2 separate regions of the Mus musculus genome follow, and region 1 is linked to region 2. A link is a contact called in public promoter capture Hi-C data. All regions are on one chromosome and are shown on one strand. Each heading gives the region's core, a stretch centred on a gene start, on an enhancer-like site or on the middle of the called end of the contact. The rest is flanking DNA. Distances are from core to core; before and after follow the strand shown. Region 1 holds the start of Ube2a (ubiquitin-conjugating enzyme E2A). Region 2 overlaps Slc25a43 (solute carrier family 25, member 43).

Region 1 (7,274 bases), core at 1,668-4,167, 110 kb after region 2:
GCAAAATCTTGCTAGTGTATACAATGGTGTTTGCATTTGGAGGCTGATTATGGGATGGATCCCCGGGTGCGGCAGTCTCTAGATGGTTAGTCTAGATTTTATAGTGAAGAAATTGAGTAGCTTTTATTTGTTTGTTTATTTATTTAGGTACTGGGGATGGGACATGGAGCCTTACACACACCAGGCAAGTACTGAACTGCATTTCAGTCAATTGACAAGAGTAACTACCACCTGAAGTTAGAGGATTTTTAAGATATAGAGATTATCAACATTGGGTCTGATATAATCAGAGAAGTTAGAGAAAGTACATTGCAGTCTCCTTGAAGAAAAATGTTCAAAGTAGGGAAAGGAGCTAATAATAGAGAAATATTCAGTTGGCAATGAAAAGGGGAGTAGGTCACATAGCAAAGAATGGAGGTGGCCTCTGGGAGCTGGGAGTGGTCCCAGTTTGGCAGTTAATAGTGAAATAGGGCTCCAAGCCCTATGACCACAAGGAACTAGACTTGACCTGCAGTTCATGGCTATCAGTTCAGCAGTGACAGAGAACAAATGCTCTTTTTGCAGGCCTTGCTTTTGCTCTTTTCATGTGTGAACTAGAAGACTTCGTGTTCCTAGATGAGGAGAAAGGATATTTGAAATTTGTTTGGTAACCTTTTCCCACCAACAGCCATAATCCAACACTATTAGGGAAACTTGCTTTAACGGATTCATATGTTGGGGTTAATGGGGGGGTAACAATTGTTAGTCAGGAAGGCACTTGCCATTAAGTACCTAGGAAAATCACTACTGTTGGTATGTGCTTCCTACTCCTATGCACCTGATGACTTCTGGACATCTTCGCATGGCTGTTTCATCACTCCCAGGAGCTCAGGAAGTCCCACTCAAAATTTCTTCTCCCAGATGTGTCCCTTCACCCTTTATGCCTAGTTCTGTTAACGGCCACTTCAAAGCCCCACTGCTCTCAGGGTTTAAAGCATCATTCTTGCCACCACATTCAATCTATTGCCAAGTGCTCTTTATTTACCCCCCTCCTTTTCTCTGATGACTATAGAAGACTGGGCTCTCCGAGAGAGAGAGAGAGAGAGAGAGAGAGAGAGAGAGAGAGAGAGAGATTGATTTCAAAATGTGAGCAGGATTTAATGGGAAAGAAAATCTCTGTTGAAGACTGAAGCTGTAGTAGTTCCCATGGTAAAGGATGCGCTTGTCTCTGGGAGGTGAGATTGCCTGATACAGTGTTTCTCCTCCACAGTAGCAAAAGAGCCCTGCAGCTACTTTCTTGCTCTCTAGGGAGAAGATTCTGAATGCCCAGCTCTAATGGTGTCGCTTCCTGCCTCCACTACCTTCCAAGGATTCCATTAGCTTGGCATTCAAAACTCTCCCAGATTTAACTCAAACCTGCCTTTCTCATAATTTCCAGCATCCTTGTCTGCCCACTAAGTGACTTTTGGGTTGATCTTTGAAAATGCTTCTTTGAAACTGTTCTTGCTTTTGCAGGTCCCTATACTCCCTGGGAGGCTTGCCTGAGACTTGCAGCTTTTCCTGTGCGCCCTGCCTCTCCTTGCCGCCTCCGGTCCTTCCAATACTCTCCAGCTGGATAAGCTCATACCTCAGACTCTTCTAAACTAGCTGCTTGGCTTGCTGAATTACCAAGGGGAAATGTGGTTCCAGAGACAAATTGTGAGTACCCATAGAGATTGTAAAAAGTCTATTTTCCCTGGGAGAAGCTCTCATTTCTTTTTTTTCTTTCTTTCTTTCTTTTCTTTTCTTTCTTTTTTTTTTTTTCCGACACAGGGTTTCTCTGTGTAGCCCTGGCTGTCCTGGAACTCACTTTGTAGACCAGGCTGGCCTCGAACTCAGAAATCCGCCTGCCTCTGCCTCCCGAGTGCTGGGATTAAAGGCGTGCGCCACCACGGCGAAGCTCTCATTTCTGCCACTGCCCCCCAACATCATTTCATTCAGTCCTAGGGTTAAAAGTTGGGTTTGAATTGTGCACCCTCATCTCAAAGAAGATGGACCCAAAGTCCATTTTCATACTCAAGAGCTATTTATTTATTTATTTATTTATTTATATTACTTTCCCCATGACTTTAAGCAGTTACCCCAGCCTCTCGTGTCTACAGGACTGTGACCCTAACATCCTTGCCTTTGGAGAACTGCTTTGCCTGTGCCAAGTCTTTCCTCCACTCTTTTCTTTCAACTAATCTTCTCGCCTCTTTCCCCGACCCTAAACAGTAGTTGGCAGTTTAATAATTCATTCTTTGTCAAAACAGAAGAAAGGTTAAAGACATATTCCTGGCAGGCTGAGGTGACCTCCAAGTCCAGCCTCTGGGATTCACAGTGAGTCTGAGTTAGCCTGTGTTACATTAGATACTACAAGAGACCAACCCTACAATCAATCAGCCAATCAATCAATCAACAAATAAGTGGAGGAAGAAGGGGGAACCAATAACAAAACAAGAAGTAATTAAAAGACTGGCATGGTGGTGCACTCTTGTAATCCCAGCATTTGGGAGGTGAAAGCAGGAGAGTCAGGAGTTCAAAATCATGCTCAACGACACAGTGAGTTCGAGGTTCTCTGGCCTATAGGAGACTCTGTCTCAACAGAGGGGGAAAAAAGATAGAAAAAGAGCCCCTCCTTCCCGAAAAAAAGTAAGTACCTATAAAAAGAAAACTTCGCAGGGGTTCCTCTTCAAGTCAGCAAGTGGGGCCCGCGCTGCTCCCTGTTAAATCACCGGGACTTGAAGGTTTCCTTTGCTTCCCGCCTAGCCTTTTCCCCCAGGGAACTTGGCCACCTCCTCCCTTAGGTCCAGGGCCAGGGCTCTCAGGTGGGACGTGATTGACAGGTCAACTTTGGCTCTCCCCGCCCCGTGGCCGCCTTGGTACGGTCCGCCGGGCGTAAGGCGTTCCCCGCACCCCCCCGCGCGTTCTCCCCAGGTTGGTTCGGCCCCCGTCTACTCTGGGGTGGTGCTTAGCCGGCGCCAGACCGACCCTCGGCTCCGGAGCGGCAGTGCCGTCCCTCTCGGCGCCTCCTCGGCTTCTCCGGCTTCCTCGGCTTCCTCGGGGACCGCGGACCCTGGTATATGCCCGACTGCTGAGCCCGCTAAAGCCATGTCGACCCCGGCCCGGCGCCGCCTCATGAGGGACTTCAAGAGGTAACCCGCGTCCGCGAGGGCCAGGCGCTCGAGGGGGCGGCCTGCCTGCCCGCCTGCCTGCCTGCCTGCCGGGGGGCACAGGGCGGAGCCCGAAGCGGAGCGGCTCCGGGTGTGATGGGGAGGGGGATCCCGGCGGCGAATCGCGGGGCTGAGGGCAGCCGCTGTGTGTCTGTTTCTGAAGGTTACAGGAAGATCCTCCGGCCGGAGTGAGCGGGGCTCCGTCGGAGAACAACATAATGGTTTGGAATGCGGTCATTTTTGGGTGAGTCTGCGGGCCGGCTCTCGCCGGCGACCGGGGCAGGGAGGACCGGGGCCGGCCCCTAGACGAGCCGCGCATGGGGGGAAAGGGGAAGAGAGTTGGGGTTGCTTGGGCCTAGGCGCCTCCCCGGAGCCTCTGCCTCGATTAGCTGCCTTCTCTCTGCTAGGGGAACTCTTTGGGGTTCTTGGTGGCGAGGGGCAGCGGAGGCTGCGGCGGCCTGCGCCGCCTTTTCCTAACCCGGGACAGCGGTGCGGGACGGACCAGGCGGCAGGGATGGGAAACCTTGACAGAGCCGCCGCCTCTGAGGCTGCGGGGAGGCGGGGACCCTCTGAGCCGGCACTAACGGGCTCTTGTTTTTGTTTTTATTCTGTGTTGCAGGCCCGAAGGGACCCCGTTTGAGGATGGTAAGAGAGTTTCTTAGCCCACCTTTCAGGAGCCTACTCTTCAGGGGAAAGGGGGTCCCGGGTATCAGCAAGCGCCCCCCACTTAAAGAAGCGGCTTTGCCCCTGCCACCTCTGACCACCAAAGGCTCAAGTGAAATTCAGTGTGTGGCGGATTGTTCTGGCTAGACCTAGGCTTAATCAAAACTTCACTTTTTCCGTTCGTTTGTGTCGTCTCCCCCCCCCCCCGTTTAATCCATCCTGGGTGAAAGTAGTCACTTTTTAAAAGAAGTGCCACAGCGCTGGTATTCAGGGTTGTGGAGGTTTGAGCAGCCTTCTTGCTAACTTTAGCCCCCACAGAGATAATGCAGCAGGAAACCAGTTCACCAGCAACCATCTGGTCCACAAAGCGTTCCATCCCCAGGGCAAGAAGTGTGTTCAGCAGTGCTTAGTGTGTGGCTTGTTTAGTGCTGAATGGATGCAAGCTTCTCTGACATACAGTTGCCTGCCTGGCTTGAGCAATGTCACTAAGGTCACGAGCCTCACTTCTTTAGAGATGCTCTTCCATGTCTAATTTCAGTATAATGTTGTTCCTTGAGTTTTCAATTCATTTACAGTGTGTGTTTCCGGTTAGATCCTCTGACTGATAATCTCAAAGCAGTTTCAGAATTGAGATTTGCCTCACAGTAGCCCCCGTTTGGCCGGTATCCAGTCTACTTGAATGTTGAGTTTATATCAAGAGGTGCATAACAAACGATTTAGGCTTTAACTTTTTTTTGTTGTTGTTGTTTTTTGTTTTTTTCGAGACAGGGTTTCTCTGTACAGCCCTGGCTGTCCTGGAACTCACTCTGTAGACCAGGCTGGCCTCGAACTCAGAAATCTACCTGCCTCTGCCTCCTGAGTGCTGGGATTAAAGGCGTGTGCCACCGCTGCCCGGCTAGTCTCTGGTTCTTGATCATCTAACTAGTATCAGATATGCTTTCCATCTTGTGGGGTGGGCTTTAAGTCAAATCAAACATTGGTTGGTTATGCCACCATTGCACTAGCATTTTTTTTTCAGGCATAACAGTATTGTAGGTAATATGGAGAGGTTGCTGTTTGCCTTTCTCCTTTGGTAGCTGGGATCAAAGGCGTGCGCCACCACACCCGGCTAGGCTTTAACTTTTAAACACATAATAACTGCTCTTCAAAACTTGATATATTTATTGAATGCTGCCTTGCTGTCCTATGCCTTTCATTCTTGCACTTAGATGGCAGAGTGGGCAGGCAAGACTCCATGAGTTTGAGACTAGTCTAGTCTACTGTAATTTCAGGCCAGTCAGAGTTATCCTTGTCTTAAAAATAAAACAACAAGGAAAAGCCTTCCCCACTCTAATTTGACATAATTACAGATTCCTGTGCAGTTGAAATAAATACTATTAATGAGTCCCTGTAAACTCTTACCCAAGTCCCATTACCTTTTTGGCAATATCTTTTGTTTTTTTTGTTGTTGTTGTTTGTTTTTGTTTTTGTTTTTGGTTTTTTTTGAGACAGGGTTTCTCTGTGTAGCCCTGGCTGTCCTGGAACTCACTCTGTAGACCAGGCTGGCTTCCGATTCAGAAATTCACTACCTCTGCCTCCCAAGTGCTGGGATTATGGCAATATCTTGAATGACTACAATATCAGAATCAAAATTGGCAGTGATACAGTTTTATATGCATATACTAAATTGTGTGTGTTTGGTTTTGGGGCTATTTTTAAGGTTTCATTCATTTAAAGGATGGTTAGATCATTTTGAGTTCTCTAGTACTTGGGGTACTTAAAACCTCTAATTTTTTTCTCAATGACTTATCTTTAGTAATGTACGAATGTGCACACACACACAAAGACACATATGCCTTTAGTTTAAAAACATTTCTAAACTTTTTTCCTATATATGTTGCTGAGTCAGACTGCTTTTTGTTACTACTAGTAACTAAATGCTGTGAGGTGAGTCAAAATCAACTTATTCTGTAAATTGCCTCAAATACTCAAGACATCCTTCGGAAACCATTGACGGTCACCAGAGTACTGTAAGCTTTTTCTCTGCTTCACTGGCTAGGTAAATGTTGCTGCTCTTTCATGCTGCAATAAAAAAGAAGCCGGGCGTGGTGGTGCACGCCTTTTGATCCCAGCACTTGGGAGGCAGAGGCAGGCAGATTTCTGAGTTCGAGGCCAGCCTGGCCTACAGAGTGAGTTCTAGGACAACCAGGGATATACAGAGAAAAACTGTCTCGAGAAAAACGGAAAAAAAAAAAAAGAAATGTCACAGGACTGAGTGATTCTGGGGCACACAACTTTGGTGAATTTAGTGTAAGAGTCTAACTTTTCTCTGCTAGATTGGTGCTACTTTTATTTGTCAGGTTTTTTTTTTTTTTTTTTTTTTTTTTTTTTTTTGCTGTGTAGCCTTGGCTGTCCTGGAACTCAACTCAGAGATCCTCCTGCCTTTGCCTCGCAAATGCTAGAATCAAAGGTTGAGGCACTACCACCTGGCTGGTGTTAGCTAAGTCTTTATAGGTAAGTCTTATGTGTAGCCCAGTGGCTCTCAACCTTCTTGATGCTGCATCCCTTTAATACATTCCCTTATGTTGTGACACTCAACCATAAAATTATTTTCCGTTACTACTTCATAACTGTAATTTTGCTACTGTTGTGAATTGTAATGTAAATAAATGTGTTTTCCAATGGTCTTTGGTGGCCCCATGTAAAAGGGGCATTGAGCAGCACCCTTCAAGGTCACAACCCACAGGTTGAGAACCACTGGTGTAAACTGGTTTAGCAGTAATGGGCTTTACTTTCATTGCGCCACACCCCCATTTTGCGCAGACTGTTTTATCTTAGGCACAGCTTATTAATAGCTCATCGTTTTGCTAAAGGCTGGCTACTTAAGGTTTCAAGAGTGCTCCTGATGTTTAAAGTAGTCCGATTTGAAAAGGTACTTGTGGAATCCATTACCTTCCCGGATTGTTGCCTTTGATAGTACTGGCTTTTCTTGTTTGATGGTGTATATCTATCTCTAACATGGCATAGCTGAAAGGGGTTAAGCTAACTGACAGTGCCTGTCTCACAGTCCCGTACACAGGGACTGCTTCCTCCAGTGTTTAGAGCTCTGACTAGCAAAAACAAGTACTGGCCTTTTTGCATTACTTCTAATTACTTTTGGAGAATTTATAATTAGGGAGGAGATTTGGTAGAAATAAATAACGTGTTTCCAAATTAAAAGCCCTCATACAACTTTTCATTAATTCTTGGTAGATTCTTGGTCCTAGTTAAAAAGGAAATCTAGCCGGGCTTGGTGGCGCACGCCTTTAATCTCAGTACTCGGGAGGCAGAGGCAGGCGGATTTCTGAGTTCGAGGCCAGCCTGGTCTACAAAGTGAGTTCCAGGACAGCCAGAGCTACACAGAGAAACACTGTCTCGGAAAAAAAACCACAAAACAAACAAAAAAAAGGAAATCTGGAACAA
Region 2 (6,705 bases), core at 968-3,467:
ACCAGGCTTACATGCATTTTATCCTGCTTTTCTTTTGCTTGCTTGGCCCTGCTAGAGGATGGAGAGGTAAATAATTTATGCATGCGCATGTTTTGAGAGAATGTTTCTCGGGGAGAAGGGTCAGTTGTATGTGGAATGAAATGCCTCTACCTTGTGTGCTTTCACGGACCCTAATGCCACCCTGCCTGAAATCTCCTTTTCCACGTGTCTGTACATTTTAACTCCAGCTCCTCTGGATACAGCCTGGCCCTTCTATCTGCATCTCCACCTGGCTAAGACCCTGGGCCAGAAGATGCTGGCAGCACTAAGTGTATTAAAGAAACAATAGGCTGGGCATAGTGGCATAACCTTTAGGGAGGCAGAGGCAGGTGGATTTTTGTGAGTTTGAAGGTAACCTTGTCTACATAGCAAGTTCAAAGCCAGTCAGACCTACACAGTGAGCTACTGTCTCAAAGGGGTGGGGAGGGTGAAGAAAAGGAAAGGATTTAATACAAGAAAGTATAAGATGGAAGAAATGTTGACAACAAATATTTTATGTGATTAATCTATAAGCCCTATTAAGAACCAAAGAATTATGGGGGGGGGGGGAACTATAATAGTTCCATAGGCAGGTGTATGTGAAAGAGAAGGAGAGGCAGGCTGGGAACACTTTGCTGGGAGTCTGGGGAACAGCTTCGAACATGGGACCTGGAGTCTGGTAGGCCTTATGAAAGAATCAGGAAGGAGGTCCACGAACCCTCCCTCCACTCTGTTGCTCCTATTAGTTATCTCCATTTCACCAAATACAAACCCATGTGCCGTCCTGTTGATTTATACCCCAGTGGACTTTGCCCCCACCACAACTCACAGGGTAAGCAGGATTAGGCCAAGTCAGCATTTGAACTGAAAGTGCATAAAATGAAGGACAAAGGTGGTATCCAAGTGGCACAGCTCAGTGAGCAGAACACACATGGTCAGTGAATAAACAGAGGCCCCAGCCTGCTCAAATAGCCTCCACTCGGACCGCAATGGATACCACCTTGAGCAAGCTTTGCAGATACACAGTCACTTCATTAACCCACTCGGGGCTTCTAATGCTCCATCCTATGTCTTCACCCCCGCCTCCCTCCTCAGTCCTGAGCTCATGGTTCTCACAGCCTGCTGATTTGGACCGCTGAGTAGCACATCTTCACGATCACTTCCAACCCACTGTCTATCAAAGTTACCCATGTTCCCCTAAAACTGTCTTTCTAGACTTTTCCCTTTCTGGGCCATCAGTGTCCTAGATAGCCAAGCTAAGCATCCAGAAGTTAGGCTTGCCTCTGCCGTCCCTTCATCCAACCAACCCAAAGTTCATTTGCTTCTGCATTCATAAGTCTCCTACATGGGTCCTTTTTTTTTTTTTTATTGCCCTGACTCCCAGTCAAAGTCCTTATCAGCTCATAGTGCAGCACATACTGTTCTCTATGAGTGATTCTAAACGTGACTATTAGTACTGAGTGGGAAGATATAGTAGGCACCGGGCCAAGTGGATGTTCATTATGTCATCCAATCCTTACAACAATTCACAAAGTAAGCACTGTTGTTACTATATCTGCGTGTGAGTGCCTGTGTGTGTGTGTGTGTGTGTGTGTGTGTGTGTGTGTGTGTGTGTCACAGTGCACATACAGAAAGAAGTCAGACAACTTACGGGAGTCAGAGATCTCTGTCCGCCACGCAGGGCAGGTTCTGGAGCTTAAACTCAGATCGTCAAGTCTTGGCAGCAAGCACTTTTACCTGTTGAGCCATCTTGCCTATTGAGATGAGAAAACTGAGGCACTGTAGATTACAAGCCCATCTTTGAGCAACGGAACTGGGACAAAGGCCATGCATGCAGGTTTGCCTCCCGGATCAGAGCTCACTTCAGTCCATGGGTTTCTTGCAGAACAAATGTTCTTTTGCCCTGTCACTGTGGCTCCTCTATCACCTTTAGAGAATAAAGGCCGGCCCATTAGCTTGGCATGTTTCCCTCACCGACTTCACTGTGCGTGCTGTATAGAAGCCCTTTGTATAGGGAGTTGCAGAATCAAATGTCTGTAAGAATTCAGAAACAGCATGGACAGGAGAGCTAGGGAGACCCAGATAACGGGCACTCAGCCCCAAACAATAAGCCTTTAAATGCATTCTAAGCCATCGTGCCTTTTGAAAGCATTCTGGAGAACTAAACTCTCTGCTCACAGAATGTGATTAGCATTTAAATATGCGTAGCAGAAAAGAGTGAAGTGAGCTGGTGGAGGCTGCAGCTAAACTGCAAGAGTCTCCTCTCAGAAGGATGGTTGCCATTTAGAAATGCAAGCCCAGTTTTCAAGGGAGCCCCTAAATTTACATCCAGATTGTGATGTGAAATCTTTCTTTCTTTTTTTTTTTTTTTAAGGCTGCAAATAAAAAGTACTGTCTGGGCAAAGCACAACATGCCTTCTTTTGGCCTCTGTTCAATTGAAGCATCCAGTTGCAATAGTGAAGAAGTTCCCCTCCCCCAAGCCCTGAAGACCAAACGTATTTTATATTCTGGTCAACAGGCCTTTGTTCCTGCAGCTACCTCTCTCTGCCTAAGCATCACTTCTGTCTCTGTAAAGGTTCAACTGAACTTACGTTGGTAGTAGTATCTGTTGCTTTTGTTTGCTGGCTTTTCCCACCCATAAGGCACACATTTTCAGATAATGCATAAAGGCAGCTATTTAAGCCTTTGAGAACCACAATGCAGGCACTCTAGCCCACTGGAGAGGGAGTCCTGGGGAAGAAGAAACTAAATTAACTATAGGGTACCTTCTCTGAAAAGGTGGATGCTGTTTTTCACTGACTCCCTCTTCTACTCCCATGTCTATGGGCACAGTCGTTGTATTCCCAAAAGTTGTGGGTGAGTAACTCCTTTTAAAGGGTGCTGTTAGCCTCACCGTGGGTCCTCTCACTTTGACAATTTTCTTCCATAGCATTTTTTCCTCTTTTACCCTTTTTTATCTCAACATCATTGCTCTGCTGTCCCTTCCCTGCCAAAACTACCTCCTGGTAGCAGCTATCTTATTTTCCCAAGCAGAAATAGTCTCCTCAATGCCAGTGTCTTCGTTTGCTTAGTTTTGAGCATCCCTACTCTGGAACTCTGAAAACCAAAATACTCTAAAGTCAGAAACTTGGAGCATCCACATGATGGAAGATTCCACAACTGATCTCAAGTAAAGGACTGCAAACAAATACAGACACGCTGGAAAGACTGTCGATGGGGTGGGGGAGATGGTTATTACATACGCACAAGGGCTTCAGTTTGAATTCCTCAAACCTGTATAAAGCTAGGCATGACAGTAGTGTACTCTAAAATTCTAGCACTCCTCTTTTGAGATAGGGGACAGAATTAAAGGAATCCACAGAAACTCGTGGCCCAGATGGCCTCACCTGCACAGCAGTAAACAGAGATGCTATGTATCTAATAAGACAGAACTGAGGACCACATCTGAGATGTCCTCTAACCTCCACACATAAGACCCAGCACACATGTACCATCACACAGACACACACACACCATATACACATGCATATGAATATATGATAATAAAAATAAAAATTTAATAAAACAGCATAAAGTTACCTTCATGCTTTGTAAAATAAAATATATATGAAACATAAGTGAATTCCATGCTTTAAACTTTGCTCCCATTCAAAGATCTCTCTTTATATGTAAGTATTCCAAAATTAAGAAATATTCAAAATTTGAGGTACTTCTTATCCCAATCATTTTAGATAAAGGATACTCAACCTAGAAAGCTCTTTTCTTTTTTTAAAAGATTTATTTATTATTATAGATAAGTACACTGTTGCTGTCTTTAGACAGACCAGAAGAGGGCGTCAGATCTCATTATGGGTGGTTGTGAGCCACCATGTGATTGATGGGATTTGAACTCAGGACCTTCGGAAGAGCAGTCAGTGCTCTTAACTGCTGAGCCATCTCTCCAACCCTCTTTAAAAAAAAAGATTTATTTATTTATTTTATGTATGTGAGTACACCGTTGCTCTCCTCAGACACATCAGAAGAGGGCATTACAAATGGCTGTGAGCCACCATCTGGTTGCTGGGAATTGAACTCAGGACCTCTGGAAGAGCCGTCGGTGCTCTTAACTGCTGAGCCATCTCTCAGCCCCTAGAAAACTCTTTTATGCATGTCACAAGATCCCTTATATTATAAATGTGTTTCTTTTCTCTAAATTGCAAGCTCTTGGCCCATGGGAAGTATATGTTATATTTTTGTGTATCCCTAAAACATGTAGTCTCACATAACAGGCACTTGATACTTGTTTTAAAATGAATAATTTTGAAAACAAGTTTAGGAGCCCTCCCTTTGAGTACAGAGTTGAATCATGCCACTGAGTGAACCCTGAGTCTGTGCTCTTGTGTCTATACAAGCTGAAGGTAAGAACACCCAAGTCTGCCCTCTTCCCAGCACGCTGACCTAAAGAAAATTCTTCTTGTTTCCTAGTACTACTTTTGTGTACTGTTCTAAGAATACACTGTCTCCTACCATAACAATCCTGTCCTGTGCCACCCATGGCCAACAGCTGTCAACTGGCAAGATTGGCAAATGTGCTAAAAGGACAAGCTAGAACTAGGCACAATGTCAAAAGCTTATAATTCCAACATCCAGGAGGCTGAGACAGAAGGATCAAACTTTTCAGACCTGCCTGGGCTACAGAGCAAGTTCAAAGCTAGTCTGGGCAATTTAGTGGGGCCGTGTTTGAGGCAAACAAGAAAAGAGGAAAGGGAAAGAAAAACCTCCACACTGTTTCCATTTGTACTCTCTGCATTCCAACCTCTCATCACTGGGCATGGGTCTGGAGGCACCTGACAAATCACACCACCGTCCAGTTCATAGTCCTTCGGGGACTGCTTTCAGGAAATGGAGGAGTGTACATGACTGCTGTTCGTTACTGAAGCTTTTGTCAGAGCTAGACGCATGAAGATGTGTGCAAGAAGATAATGACGGGAAAAGCCTGCCTTAGATTAAGGAATTGTAACCATACCACCCTTTGTTGGTCAGATAATATAGATAAGGCAGATTCTTAACTCATCTAATCTTCTTTATCAACCTCCAAAATAGGTGCTATTAGGATTCTTTTTTTTTAAGATTTATTATTTATTATATGTAAGTACACTGTAGCTGTCTTCAGACACTCCAGAAGGGGGAGTCAGATCTCATTACAGATGGTTGTGAGCCACCATGTGGTTGCTGGGATTTGAACTCTGGACCTTCGGAAGAACAGTCGGGTGCTCTTACCTGCTGAGCCATCTCACCAGCCCAGGATTCTTATTTCTTATGGGTGGGAAAATGAGGCACAGAAAGGGGAAGCTACTTGCACAGAAGTCACACAGCTAGTATATGTTAAAGTCGGCTCCCTCCTTCCTCCGGGCTTTCCTTTATCCACCAGGAAGTACAGGGCTCCTTCCTAGATGCTAGGTAATTAGTTAACTTAGCCTTTTGTTCCTTTGCCTCTGCTGAGATGGCGGAAGCTGGGCCTTGAGAACTGGCAGCTCAATATTTCAGCGTGTGAACCGTTGAGAAAAATAACAATGTGCAAAGGCTCAGAAGCCTTCATCCATTCAAGTAAGCTAGGTGGCTTCTGAGCAATACAAGCGCATTTCTCATAGTTCTGGAGGCTGGGACGTTCAAGGTCAAGGCAAATTTGATATCTGGGGAATGCTCACTTTCTATTCCTAGATGGCATATTCTTTTTTTTTTTTTTTTTTTTTTTTTTTTTCTGAGACAGAGTTTCTCTGTATAGACTGGCTGTCCTGGAACTCACTCTGTAGACCAGGCTGGCTTCAAACTCGGAAATCCACCTGCCTCTAGATGGCACATTCTTGTTGTATCCTTCCGTCGTAGAAGCAGGGCAGCTCCTGACATGTCTGTTTGGACACTAATCCCATTCCTGAGGGCTCTGGCCTCGTGATCTTATTATCTTCCAAAGGCTCCACCTCCTGAAACATTACATGGGGTCAGGATTTCAACACAGAAAGTGGAAGGAAACACAAATGTTTGGACTTTAGTAAGCCTGGTTTTGGCCAGAAGCTGTTTACCTCAAATTAAAGCAGGAGAAAAAAAAATCTCACGAAAACTATAGTATCCCAGAGCTTGGAAGCAGCCTGTCATTGGAAGCCCCATTGGCAGCTTTAATGAGCTCTACTGTAAGAAGAAGTTGCCCAAGCAACCATTCCTCAGCCACGATCCTTTGGTTAGCTACAGACTTATCTGGCTGATCAGAGGACTGGAAAGAAAGTCCTTAGTGCCCGGGAAGGAACAGCACCAAGACTCCAGGAAAGTAAGGAAATTGTTGTCCCAGCCACTAGTAGAAGATGCTAGCCAAGTTTAATGGTTCTGCCTACTTTAGTCTCTCCTGGTTGGCACAGCATCTATACTTAGTGAGAAAAAGGATGGTTTCCTAAGAGACCACTCACCTGTCCGCACGTACAGTGTTAAGTGCTGAGCTCTCAGAGAGGTGAGGGAGACTGAGTCTGGCCTTTGTTGCAGTCTCCCTGATGTCTGGTCCCTTTGAGAACTCACTTCTGCCCAAGTCAGTGGCATGGCCTTAGCAGTAAAGGATGCTTTGTGAGAGCACGTGAATGTCTGGACATCCATTAGGCAAGATAGAGGCTTGGGGGGGGGGGGCAATTTTGTTATTAAAGTGAAGGGAAAGAAAAACTGCC

What was found. Promoter capture Hi-C pulls out the DNA fragments that hold promoters and counts their contacts.
Region 1: a promoter capture Hi-C map of embryonic stem cells shows a contact between it and region 2. The contact joins the promoter of Ube2a here to the enhancer-like site in region 2. A contact is called at or near these places in 7 of 39 promoter capture datasets (the C10 cell line, cranial neural crest, embryonic stem cells and 3 more), 1 of 15 datasets of contacts at CTCF or cohesin (embryonic stem cells), 13 of 484 Hi-C or Micro-C datasets (differentiating embryonic stem cells, embryonic stem cells and erythroblasts), 2 of 115 datasets of contacts at active chromatin or transcription factors (both in embryonic stem cells) and 3 of 9 other capture datasets (adipose tissue, embryonic stem cells and liver).

The regions. Positions count from the first base shown.
Region 1 is chrX:36,871,378-36,878,651 of GRCm38.p6, forward strand. It overlaps Ube2a (ubiquitin-conjugating enzyme E2A), which reads left to right and starts at 2,918. Exons shown (of 6, transcript NM_019668.4): 1 at 2,918-3,152; 2 at 3,334-3,414; 3 at 3,790-3,815. The coding sequence starts at 3,109.
Region 2 is chrX:36,761,629-36,768,333 of GRCm38.p6, forward strand. The region is part of intron 3 of Slc25a43 (solute carrier family 25, member 43); the gene reads left to right. Among named protein-coding and RNA genes, the nearest start is that of Gm23613, 12 kb to the right of the region's middle. Within about 2 kb of position 2,218, at least 36 of the 459 cell types and tissues checked have an H3K27ac peak or open chromatin away from gene starts, as enhancers often do. A contact at or near this core is called in differentiating embryonic stem cells, embryonic stem cells and liver, where this site is marked.